3 separate regions of the Mus musculus genome follow, and regions 2 and 3 are each linked to region 1. The links are chromatin contacts, called in public promoter capture Hi-C maps. All regions are on one chromosome and are shown on one strand. Each heading gives the region's core, a stretch centred on a gene start, on an enhancer-like site or on the middle of the called end of the contact. The rest is flanking DNA. Distances are from core to core; before and after follow the strand shown. Region 1 overlaps Ylpm1 (YLP motif containing 1). Region 2 overlaps Arel1 (apoptosis resistant E3 ubiquitin protein ligase 1). Region 3 overlaps Ltbp2 (latent transforming growth factor beta binding protein 2).

Region 1 (3,607 bases), core at 257-2,756:
TAGACATTTTGATCAGTTTTGGAGTGCAGCGAAAACCAAGGGTTTTGAGGTATAGTCTTAACTTTGAAGCACTTTTAGTGTGAATTTGTATTTCTTGGCCTAATTGTTACACATTTTTATTTAGGTGTATTTGGCTGAAATGAGTGCTGATAACCAGACTTGTGGCAAGAGAAATATTCATGGAAGAAAGCTTAAAGAAATAAACAAGGTGATTTTTAGAAACATGGTATGCTGGAGAATCCCAGACATCATTCTTTCAGCACTAGTAATGCTGTCTTAAGTCGCTCAGAAATCTTTCTGCCTGCTTTAATAAATGTTCTCCTTTCTGTCTTATAAGTGGAAAGGGATGCCTAGCTCTTCTTAAAGCTAGTCTGTTAAAGTTATAGCATTAGTTGTGTTTCTCTTGACACTCTCCTTAGTCTTTATTGGAGTAGTTGTCAGAGTTAACTTGTTCTGAACATCTCAATAGATGGCTGAACACTGGGAAGTTGCACCTCGTCACATGATGCGTCTAGACATCCGCTCCCTGCTACAAGATGCTGCGATTGAAGAAGTGAGTATACTCTGCCTCAGGGCAGTGCAGATAAGCAACACCTTCTTCACTGTGAAAATCTGAAACTTCCAGAAAAGTTACATGAGCACTTACATACCTTTAAATAATCTCAACCAATTCAGGTGTTAATATTTCCACACATTTTAATAAACACCTTATAAATACTTAGTAACATTATTTCATACCATTACTATACAATCATATGAGAATTGTGTTGAAAAACCTCATAACCCATCAGTCCGGAATATGTTGTTGATGGCTATCTTCTAAGAACAAGGACATTCTCTAATAAATCCATTTAATTATAAAATTTAAGGTAAGCATTAGCTGGGCTAATGGCACACACTTTTAGTCCCCCAAAGGCTGACAGATCTGAGTGAGTTCAAGGCCAGCCTGGTCTACAAAATGAGTTCTAGGACAGCCAGGGCTTATAGACCTGTCTCAAAAAAACAAAAAGGAAAAAAAAAAGTTTACATTGATATGATACTATAAATTAAATTCTTTTGTGTTTTTATTTACTTAACCTTCTCTTCCCACACCCCCTAGGCACCTCTTTGATTCAGTCCTTGAGCAGATCGATCACCACCACCCCCCACCCCCGTTTCGACATCAATCTGCCCCACCTGTCTTACACCTCCTTGTCTAGGACTAATCTGTTCCTTCTCTCTCTCTCTCCTCTCTCCTCTCTCCTCTCTCTTACTTTCAGTTTGCTCTGTCCTAAAGGATCAGACACAGGGAAGTAGCAATTGATATCCTCTGGCCAAGACCACCCACCGCTTGGTGTGGGTGGAAGGCCTCCAACCCTCTGTCTGATCCCTGACAGATAACCCCCTATCTTTTATTCTTCTTGAAAACAAAAGAAAAAAGAAAAAGCCCTGTTACACATTGACTAGTAATGTCATTAGGGCTGTTGGCAGTTTCTCTAAAATTTGCAGGGCTGACTCACAGCTGGGACTTTGGGGAATTCCCTGTGACACCTCTCTCTGACCTCAGCGTTTCAAAAAACGCTCTATATCATGGGAAACTAGGAGATTGGGGAGGGGCAAAAACAAAACAAAAAAAGCCACCTGATTGCTTCCTCAATCGTGGCAGGTCATTTCGGCCTCACCCAATCTACCCCTCCCTCCTGCTGTGGATCTGGAGATCCTGGCAATTCTGGTTAATATCCACCCAACCCGGGCTGGATTCCTCCTCCAAAGTCAGATTGCCATCTTAAAGAGGGAATTTTCTCCACGGGAGCCCAACAGGGCACCCCAGCCAGCAGGGTCTAACCATCAGGTGCACCTCTGTGTGCCCTTCACGTCTGGGACAGAATGCAGCTCTCAAGAGCCCACCCCTGCCAGCCGACCCCTGCCAGACCGCTCCTGCCACCCCTGGAGGGAGGAGAGAGGGCTGTGGAGGCGATGGTAAAGGGGAGGGGATGACAGATGAAGGGGGAATGTAAGACTCGGGGGAAACGGGAGAGAAAATTCTGCCAGGATAAATCCTCCAGGCCAATTGGACAGAGTACACATGTTTATTTTTGTTAAAATGTTTTTTGGTTTTTCCCTAATATTGGGAATAACTCAGTATTAAAGTTCCCTGTATGGGAAATGTTTGTTTTTGATTGTTTGTTTTTTCTTAATAGTGTCAATGGTTCTTCTATGGAAGAAAAAATTTAGGGCGAGCTAAACTTACTAGTATAAAACACAACATAATCAAGGCATAAAGTACTAAGCCAGTGCTGTTTATATTTCCAAAGGTATTTATTAGTCATTCATTCATTGTATGGATGATTCTTATTGGCTGATTCAGATGTAGATACCTTAAAGAAAATGTTTGATGAAATAAAAAGGAATATTGCATTGTTGGGGATTGTAGATTGTTGCTAAAGAAATACAGGGAGGGAGGGAGTTCTGTTAATGACCCAGGATCTAGGATAGGTCTGTGAGGAATCCAACCACGGAAGGCACAGATTAAGATTGAGATTGTTTACAAACTCTTGGTGACTTTCAAAAGTTACCGGGAGATAATAACTAGCTGCAGCTCACTCTTGGATTAGCTACCCAAACGCTAAGTCATTTATATTCAAACCTTACAAGGTGATTAAACAGTCCAAGAACATTATTGGCTGAGGCTGAAGGAGAATTGGCTCTGGTGGAGACATTATAGGAAGGAGGCACATGTGGATCGCTTGGGTCCCAGCTGAATGGAACTTTAGTTATCCTGCCTGCTACTCGTTCTCCCACAGTGATTCTTATACACAAAGAAGATGATATCTCAGAATGGGTGCTTTTAGCAAGTAAGTAGTAAAAAATTAAAACCATATATAAGAAGGGTTTCTAAATTAATTATTAAAGAAGAAGGAGAAGGAAGAAGGAAGAAGAAGGAGGAGGTGGAAAAGGAGGAAGAAGAAGAAGAAGAAGAAGAAGAGGAGGAGGAGGAGGAGGAAGAAAGGGGCTGGAGAGATGGCTCAGTGATTAAGAGCACTGCTGCTCTTCTAAAGTTTCTTGAGTTCAATTCCCAGCAACCACACAGTGGCTCACAGCCATCTGTAATGGGATCTGATGCCCTCTTCTGGTGTGCAGCAGAGCACTCAAATAAAATTTGGGGCAAGGGACATTCAAATTTATTGAAAAACACAATGAAAAAACCAATGTTTTCATTTGGGTTACAGCTAAATTTTTCATTCATTAAATTAGGTAGCTAGTAAAATCTAATAAATAAAAGTTTTAAAAAAGAAAGAGTTGGACTTAGTCAATTTATAAGAAGAGACTTCACAGAGATGAGTGCCTTATCCTGATGCTGATATGGCCTAGTTATGAGTAATCACTAAAGGCTGGCAAAGGGCTTGCAATAACATTTTGGAAGAAATTAACAACAAATACTCCAAAAGCAAGCAACTTCAGTTTATAAAAAGAACTAACTGGATTCTTCTTCTTTAGTCAGAGGGACACCAATTTCTAAAGCTCCTACCTTTTACACAGATGCCAATAAATCAGGAATGGCAGGCCATAAGTTAGAGCTATATGCTATTTTCACGGTTTAGCTGTTCCAGAACTTCTTAATATAATC
Region 2 (3,770 bases), core at 664-3,163, 130 kb before region 1:
GCTGGCTTTCCAACAGAACTGAGTCCTCTGTGTTATGAATGTCTCCCAGCCACGGAGGCAGATCCGGTCACAGAGATCTTCAAGGGACCAACGAAGTGACAGCAGCATGGTCCTCCTCTCATGACTGAGTAGAGCTCAGATAGGTGCCACGTGCTCAAGTGGCCTGTGGTGAACGTGGACAGGTGAGGTAAGAACAGGGCTTGCAGATGACAGAATACTCCAGACACAAGGGAGCATGCAGTATCTTCTGGCTAATGGTTGTGGTTAAGGTCAGTGGCTATGCTTGTTAACATGTGTCCAGATGCTCTAGAGAGCTTGGGAGCCAAGCAGGTGACAGAGGAGCGGTCAGAGCATGCCAAAGCCCTCGCAACCCTCACTGATGGCCAGCTGTAGCATCCTGTGCACCTCTTCATATGAGTCATATGTAGGGAGGCACAGTTGGTTAAAACTGGAAAAACAAGGAGGAAGATGATGAATTCATACTACAAGAAACATGGGCAAGGGCTAGAAAGAGACTCCCCCACCAGGGATGCTTCGGGCAGCCTACCATGTGTGTGCAGTAGGAAGCGTGCTATGGGTTGGAGCAGCAATAATCTGAAATGAGGGACAGAGGGCAGCAAATCCTCCAGGTGGGAGCTGAGAAGAGCCTGTTGTAAACTGAAGCAGCCTAGCCAGTTCCTCCTGGGTCAGACTGGAAACCACAGCCCAAAACCACCTCATGACCTGGCAGGAAAAGACAGGGCTTTCATCAACATGACATGCAGCCTAAGATCTGACTCCTAAGGAAGGACCAGGATACTGTGGGGAGGCACATGCTCCCAGTTACAGCACTATGAGGCATGAATAACAATCCCTGCAAGAATTTACATTGTCACAGGATCAGCGGGTAATCACCAATTGATTGCTTGGCTCTGCTTACTTCCATTCCCACCCATTACCGCAGTGGTAGTCAAGGCACCTGTCTTTAGGGACCTGAGCTCCTTTCGGCTTGGATAACTACCTGTTTTCCCAGAATCATTGTTTTGCCAGTCAACATGTCAACTTCTTCGACTCTTCTACATTTGTCTTCTAAAACCATTCCACTTAAGTCAATACCAACCCAACTGTGAAAGCTTAGCCCATTACCTTTTCTCTGAAATGCCAGGATCCACCAACCACTACAGCATGGGCTTTGAAGTCAGATACATTGATGTCTCCAGTCCCACACATCAGCAGCTAGACAGACAGAAGGACAAAGACATTCTATTTAGTCAGTTACCTACATACATGGGTATGCAGAATGAAACCAATGCCAGGAGAAAGACAGAAAATGAGATCACAGTGCTAGAATGAACTGTAATAGGCCAATGATTCCTAATTAGTGTGGGATTTCAAAAAAACAAAACAAAACAAAACAAAAATCACAGTATTAATAAATCCACACCACTTACACACACACACACACACACACACACACACACACACATACACACACACACACACACACGATTCAGCAGAAAACAAAAGTGATTATTGTGCAAGCCAGCCAACCTGAGTTGGATCCCTAGAACGCACAGTGGAGGGGTGTAACAAACTCCTAGAAGTGGTCCCCTGACCTCGGATATACCACAGCACACAATAAGCTCTGTGGCACATGTATGCCTGTATCACATAGACTGGATTTAAAAGACAGACAGATGAGTACACTAGGTACTGAAGCAGAATCTCTGAAGTTGGATTATACATTAATACAGCTGAAGAGGTTTCCTAGGTGTTTCTGACGAGTATGCCTAGTTAAGAACTGCTAAGGTGGCTTTGTCATTACAGAATGAAATGAAAGAAATAAAATAACTGCGTCTGTGTTCTAGTCAGCAGAGGATTGCCCAGGGGAAGGGCCCTTTATGAGTGCTTTCTCTCAGGTCTAGCCCCCTTTCGTGGGCTGAACTTTTAACTGCTTCCCTTTAGCTCTGCTTCCAGTTGAACAGATAAACTAAAAGGATGGGGGAGGGGGGCGCGGGGAAAGAGAGAGGGGGAGAGAGAGAGAGAGAGAGAGAGAGAGAGAGAACATTAATGACATCAGAGCCTTAAATATCTTGTTGATGTCCTAATTTGGCTCAAGAGCCAGCATGTTACTTAGCAGACTATGAATATCCATCCAATAGCTGTAAGGAATGATACCTCTTAATAAAGAGACAAAAAAGCCCAACTTCAGCCCTGGAAGCTTTAGTTTCTCGAAGACCATGCCAAGTTAATGAGTAGCTCGGAGCAGCCTGAGGAACTGTAGACTGCAGCTTTTCTCCCATTCTCGGATGTGTTGTCTCCAATGCTCACACTACAACAAAATACCCCAGGGCCCCAAGGCAGCAGCACAGGTAAGAGGTCTATAGAAATTCTAGACTGAGAATTCATTGTTTGGATCTTACATCTCCAGGCACTGCCGGTGATGAGAATCACAGAAGCTTGACTGTTCTCTAGCCGAGGAAGAATTACACAGCATCACCTGATGATACTGACAATAGCGGTTTCCTTACACATTTTAAAGTTTCTCTTTTGTTGTTGTTTTGTTTTGTTTCTGTGTTTTGAGATGGGGCTTCTCTCTAGCCCTGGCTGTCCTGGAACTCCAGAGTGCAGGAAGGATTTCTAACAGGAACGTTATGAAGAACTTTGACTGTACATATCATGTGTGAGGAGCAGCAGCAAGAAAAGACAAGCTGACTCTCTTGTTCTCGACTCCTAAGGCCTTTCATTCAGCTGACCATAAAAATGGTGTTTAGCCAGGCGGTGGTGGCACACACCTTTGATCCCAGCACTCGGGAGGCAGAGACAGGCAGATTTCTGAGTTCGAGGCCAGCCTGGTCTACAAAGTGAGTTCCAGGACAGCCAGGGCTATACAGAGAAACCCTGTCTCAAAAAAACAAAACAAAACAAAAAAAAAATGGTATTTAACCATCTTAGAGCTAACTTTGGGCTGACAAAATGTGAAATCACCGTTACTTAGATATGTAAATACATGCACATGTTCTCACACTCTGTGACACTACAGATATGTAAACACACGTGACTTTAATATGACCCATTCTGTGTCTTTCACTAGCATAGAGCCTGGAGGGACTTCTGTCTTCTTCACTGCAGTTTCTCTGGAATCTCAGCACACAGCTCATAGTTCACACACCCCTAAAAAATATACTCTATAATCCACTTAAATATGAAGACTATATATTATGCAAATACTCATTAGTCAATTAATATCAATAATACTTGATAAATATTAATGACTACTCTTCATAACTACTTGCTGCTCTATAAATTTCAACATTGTAATTTTTAAAAGATGAGACAAGGTGCACAGACATACATGCAGGAAAAGACTCATATACATTTTTAAAAATTTCTTTTAAAGTGACTCTAACTCCTGTATAATAAACGTCTTTCTGGCTACACAGTGAGACTGTCTCAATCCTCTCATTTCCCAAGAAGAAAGAATGGGCTTTCTTGCCGCACCACTAACAGAAGGTATAGCAAGCAGGGGCCCGTGAGGCACACCCTCAAGAACGCAGCAGTCTTGGAGCTGGGGAGATGGCTCAGCTGGTAAAAGCACTTGTGCCGATCCCGAGGCTCATGTGGTGGAAGGAGAGGACTAAGTCGACAAGTGGCTTTCTGACCTCCATATACCCGACTGGCACCCGTGTGTCCTCACACAAGTAAACAAAAACCACAAACAAGATAAGTTCAAATCCTAAGCGCTTACCTCAAGCTCATTCTCATCAAAAATAGCCAGGAGGTTCTCAGGA
Region 3 (3,731 bases), core at 754-3,253, 230 kb before region 1:
GTGAGCTCTGGGCGTCTGCCTGTTTTCACTTGCACCACGCTGGGCTTACGAGCACTCTAGTGTTTTCTTTTTTGTACTATGGGTCCAAACTCAGGTCTTCATGCTTGGGCAAGAAGCGATTTACCAGCTGAATCATCTCTTCAGCCCAAACAAATTAATTAGATTAACTATATTACAGTGTATTCTCATTTCAAAATATCATGCTGTATAGCATATATGTGTGTGCATGTGTGTGTGTGTATTTCAATTAGAAAATTATTTTAGGGTTGAAGAGATGGCTCAGTGGTAAGAGCAGTAACTGCTCTTCTAGAGTCCCTAAGATCAATTTCCAGCAACCACATGGTGGCTCACAACCATCTGCAATGGGATCTGATGCCCTCTTCTGGTGTCTCTGAAGAGAGTAACAGTGTGCTCATATACATTAAATACATACATACATACATATTTTTAAAAGAGTGTTAAAAAAGAAAATATTTTTAGAAGCTGAAGTGATGCTTTATACTCATAATTCCAGCACCCAGGAGGCTGGAGCAGCAGGACCCGCTTCAGTTCAAGGTCAGCCTGAGACAGAGCACGAGACCCTTTCTCACGTAACATTATTTTGGGAAATACTAAAGAAGTTTTTTCTCCCCTGGCAGTGGTGGTTCATGCCTTTAACCCCAGCACTTAGAAGGCAGAGGCAGATGGATCTTCGACTTTCATGTCAGTTTGGTCTACAGACAGAGTTCCAGGACAGCCAGGGCTACACAGAGAAAGCCTGTCTCAAAAAACCTGGATAGACAGAAAGATAGACAGACATAAAAAGCCATTTCGCCCGAGTTTATAACACACATGTAGCTATAATATTATATGCATTAGACATTCTGCTAACCCACATTTTGCAATATAGCATGATCAAACATGCTTATTTACCTTATTAGCTTTATTTGGAAATGATGATAAAGACACAGGAGGGATCTGAATGCATATTGGCCAACAAGGAAAATGATATCAGTGTTTTGATGCTAACACACATCCTGCCTTGATTTCACAACATCCTTCTCTTGTCACAGAGGCAAAAAGCCCCTAGATACTAAACAGAAAAAGAAAGCATCGACATTGTTTTAGAGTGGCGGTCCAGTGAGTGTGCCCACCTCTTGGGTTTGATCTCCAGCACTGAGGTGGGGGGAGGGAGGATTGAGTTCATAATTCCTAAGATGAGAAGTACCTAAGAGCTGATGAGATGGCTCAGTGGGTCGATGCACTGGCCACCAAACCTGACACCCTGAGTTCAATCCCACTGAGCCACGTGATGGAAGAAGGGAACTGTTACTCTAGCTCTATGGGATCCAGCGCCCTCTACTGGCCTCTATGGGTCACTCAGGTGCACACACCAACACATGGACACACAGAGGTATAACTGAGAATAAAAAGAAAGAATTTTTTAAAATAATGCAATTTTGCTGGATAGGATGATTCACATCTTAATAAGGAGACCGAGACAGATCTCTGTGAGTTCAAGGTCACTCTGGTCTAGACCTTCTCTCTTAATGAGGAGGAGAGGGGAAAGAAGAAGAGGAAGAGGAGGAGGAGGAGGAAGGGAGAGTAATGATACTTTTATTCAGCTGCTCAGCCAAGTTTGAGTGTCTTGGTGTTTACAGGTTTTGTTTTCAGTGCTGAAGGTGGAACTCAGGGCCCTAGCACTAAACTAAATTCCCAACTCCTCTAGTCTTCCCTGGTTGTTTTTTTGTTTTTGTTTTTGTTTTTGTTTTTGTTTTTTTGTTTTGTTTTGTTTTTTTGAGAGGGTCTCTCTGTGTAGCCCAGGACAGACTCAGATTCTCCATCTCACATCTGCTTTTGTCTCCCAAATGCTGGGATTCCAGTTGTGAGCCTCCATGCCTGGCCTACAAATGTTATTCCAAGTGTGTAGCTGCTACTTAGTAGCCGCCTCTCTAGGCTCTTAGGGAGAGGTTTGTTATCTATGGTAGCAGACAGAACTCTGCCTTTCACAGTTTGGCCAGCTGGCTCTTGCTGTGCATGTCAGGCCATGGGTGATGGGCTGATGACAAGTCATTATAAGACGTGCAGCTGTTATGCCTTTCATGATAGCTTATGATTACGTCATTAGTAGTTTCTCCAGACCACAGGTTCTTAGCAGGAATTTCCTAGAGTCCCACCTCTGCTTTGTCAGGGCTGATTTAGTTAAGGCCAGACAACAAACAGGTGCAGGAAGCAGAACCATGGGAGCCACAGGAATTGTAACATGACAAAATCAAACACATGGAGATGCCAGTTGCCTGGAAACCCCATCCCAGAGCATGCTGCAAGCCAAGCAAGACGTGTGACCATCTGGCATAATGGGCAGATCAAGTGAGGACATACACTTGTAAAACTTCATGCCTCCTTTGCTACTAAAAACGAAAAAATACATTGAAGTTCTAATTTTTTTTACTGACAGGATCCATGTTGTCTGAGGGTCTAAGTGTGGGTTCTGAAGCACTGAGTGAGCCACAGGAATGGAGGTGAAGCTTTGGAAGGTCCAAGTTTCAGGCCGTGGGCCAAGGTGAAGCTTGGGAACCTGGGGCCTGGTGGTGTGAGCTGAGGGCGGGAGGAAGGGAGACTGAGTCCACACTGTCTGGAGAAACTTGGAACACTGGCAGATTGGATACAGGCAGAAGGCGTTATGAAGAGCAGAAACTGGGAAAGAATACTACAGAGTATTTGCCGGGGGCTGAGGAGTAACGCCAAGTTAGTGTTTGTATGACGCTTGGATAGCAAGGACACCGGGCCACGCTGTCCTGTCTGTTTCTCACAACAGTGACCGTCAGGAAGGCTTCTAGTCCCCATTTTACAGAACTCAGGGAGGTAAGGAGGCTGGCAGGAACAAGTCAAGGTCGAATGCAGGAGGAGGAAGAAGAGAAAGAGGTGAGAAGGAGTCTTTCTCAGCAGGTTTCAGTGTACCAGAGGCCAGGGCAGCATTACCTCCTGACATCCAGAGAGATTAGAAGAGAAGTCAGGCAGATCTTTGCTTTCTGGGCAGTTGGGGGGTAGGATGGGGAGAGTGTTTGGCTAGAACTAAGAACAAGAGGAGACCCAGCCACTAGAATCTGAACAAAACCATGAGAGAGCTGAGAAGAGCTGGCCATGGTCACATGGAAGCCCAGGCTCCCTCCACAATGCAGGTCCTGCCCTGTAATGAGACTTGGCTCTCACTGGGTTGAAGAGAAAATACCCAATTGTCTGTACTTCCTGGAGGCAAGCTTCTAGAGAAAAATAAGTAACCGCCAAGCTTCTATCTCTAGTAGCAGCTCTCCCAATGTTGGCCAACAGCCTCCACGTCAAACTAGGTATTTCCATACCTTTCCGAAAGTCTTCCCAACTTCTGTGAGACCAAGTTCAGCATCATGATCTCGAAGAACCAGAAAAATCTCCTTGGGAGGAGCAGACGTTCAGATGGCCACGAGGCCTGGGGTGAGAATCCAGCAGCCACTGAACTGTGTGACCCTCTCACAGGGATGAGGGCGGCAGGTGTCCTTCCTGCATGTTCGGAGGGCACTGGCCTTCCCTGCTCATGGCATTTAGCATGTCATGTGACCACTAGTGTGCTTGCCCATCTCCTTCCTAGAGTGTAAGCTCTGTGAGGAGCCCCTGGCTGCAATCTCTCTGCCACTCTGCTATCCTTCCTTCCCAAGGAGGCCTCAACAAAAACTTCTAATTGCTGGAGACAGGGTTGGCCCTGGTTCCCCAAGCAG

What was found. Capture Hi-C pulls out chosen DNA fragments and counts their contacts.
Region 2: a promoter capture Hi-C map of pancreatic islet shows a contact between it and region 1. The contact joins two enhancer-like sites. A contact is called at or near these places in 13 of 39 promoter capture datasets (the 3T3-L1 cell line, 3T3-L1-derived adipocytes, the C10 cell line and 7 more), 3 of 484 Hi-C or Micro-C datasets (cortical neurons, erythroid progenitors and nephron progenitors), 2 of 115 datasets of contacts at active chromatin or transcription factors (embryonic fibroblasts and embryonic stem cells) and 3 of 9 other capture datasets (adipose tissue, liver and pancreatic islet).
Region 3: a promoter capture Hi-C map of pancreatic islet shows a contact between it and region 1. The contact joins two enhancer-like sites. A contact is called at or near these places in 5 of 484 Hi-C or Micro-C datasets (the Ba/F3 cell line, embryonic fibroblasts, group 2 innate lymphoid cells and 1 more), 4 of 115 datasets of contacts at active chromatin or transcription factors (acute myeloid leukemia, bone marrow-derived dendritic cells, embryonic fibroblasts and 1 more) and 3 of 9 other capture datasets (adipose tissue, liver and pancreatic islet).

What each region holds. Positions count from the first base shown.
Region 1 is chr12:85,049,820-85,053,426 of GRCm38.p6, forward strand. It overlaps Ylpm1 (YLP motif containing 1), which reads left to right. Exons shown (of 21, transcript NM_178363.4): 14 at 1-49; 15 at 125-208; 16 at 470-553. Among named protein-coding and RNA genes, the nearest start is that of Prox2, 45 kb to the right of the region's middle. Within about 2 kb of position 1,507, at least 76 of the 459 cell types and tissues checked have an H3K27ac peak or open chromatin away from gene starts, as enhancers often do. A contact at or near this core is called in pancreatic islet, where this site is marked.
Region 2 is chr12:84,920,133-84,923,902 of GRCm38.p6, forward strand. Arel1 (apoptosis resistant E3 ubiquitin protein ligase 1) reads right to left here. Exons shown (of 20, transcript NM_178065.5): 17 at 3,728-3,770; 18 at 1,126-1,215; 19 at 548-723; 20 at 1-448. The coding sequence ends at 346. Among named protein-coding and RNA genes, the nearest start is that of Ltbp2, 46 kb to the left of the region's middle. Within about 2 kb of position 1,914, at least 4 of the 459 cell types and tissues checked have an H3K27ac peak or open chromatin away from gene starts, as enhancers often do. A contact at or near this core is called in pancreatic islet, where this site is marked.
Region 3 is chr12:84,817,373-84,821,103 of GRCm38.p6, forward strand. All of the region lies in intron 8 of Ltbp2 (latent transforming growth factor beta binding protein 2), which reads right to left. Among named protein-coding and RNA genes, the nearest start is that of Isca2, 46 kb to the left of the region's middle. Within about 2 kb of position 2,004, at least 35 of the 459 cell types and tissues checked have an H3K27ac peak or open chromatin away from gene starts, as enhancers often do. A contact at or near this core is called in pancreatic islet, where this site is marked.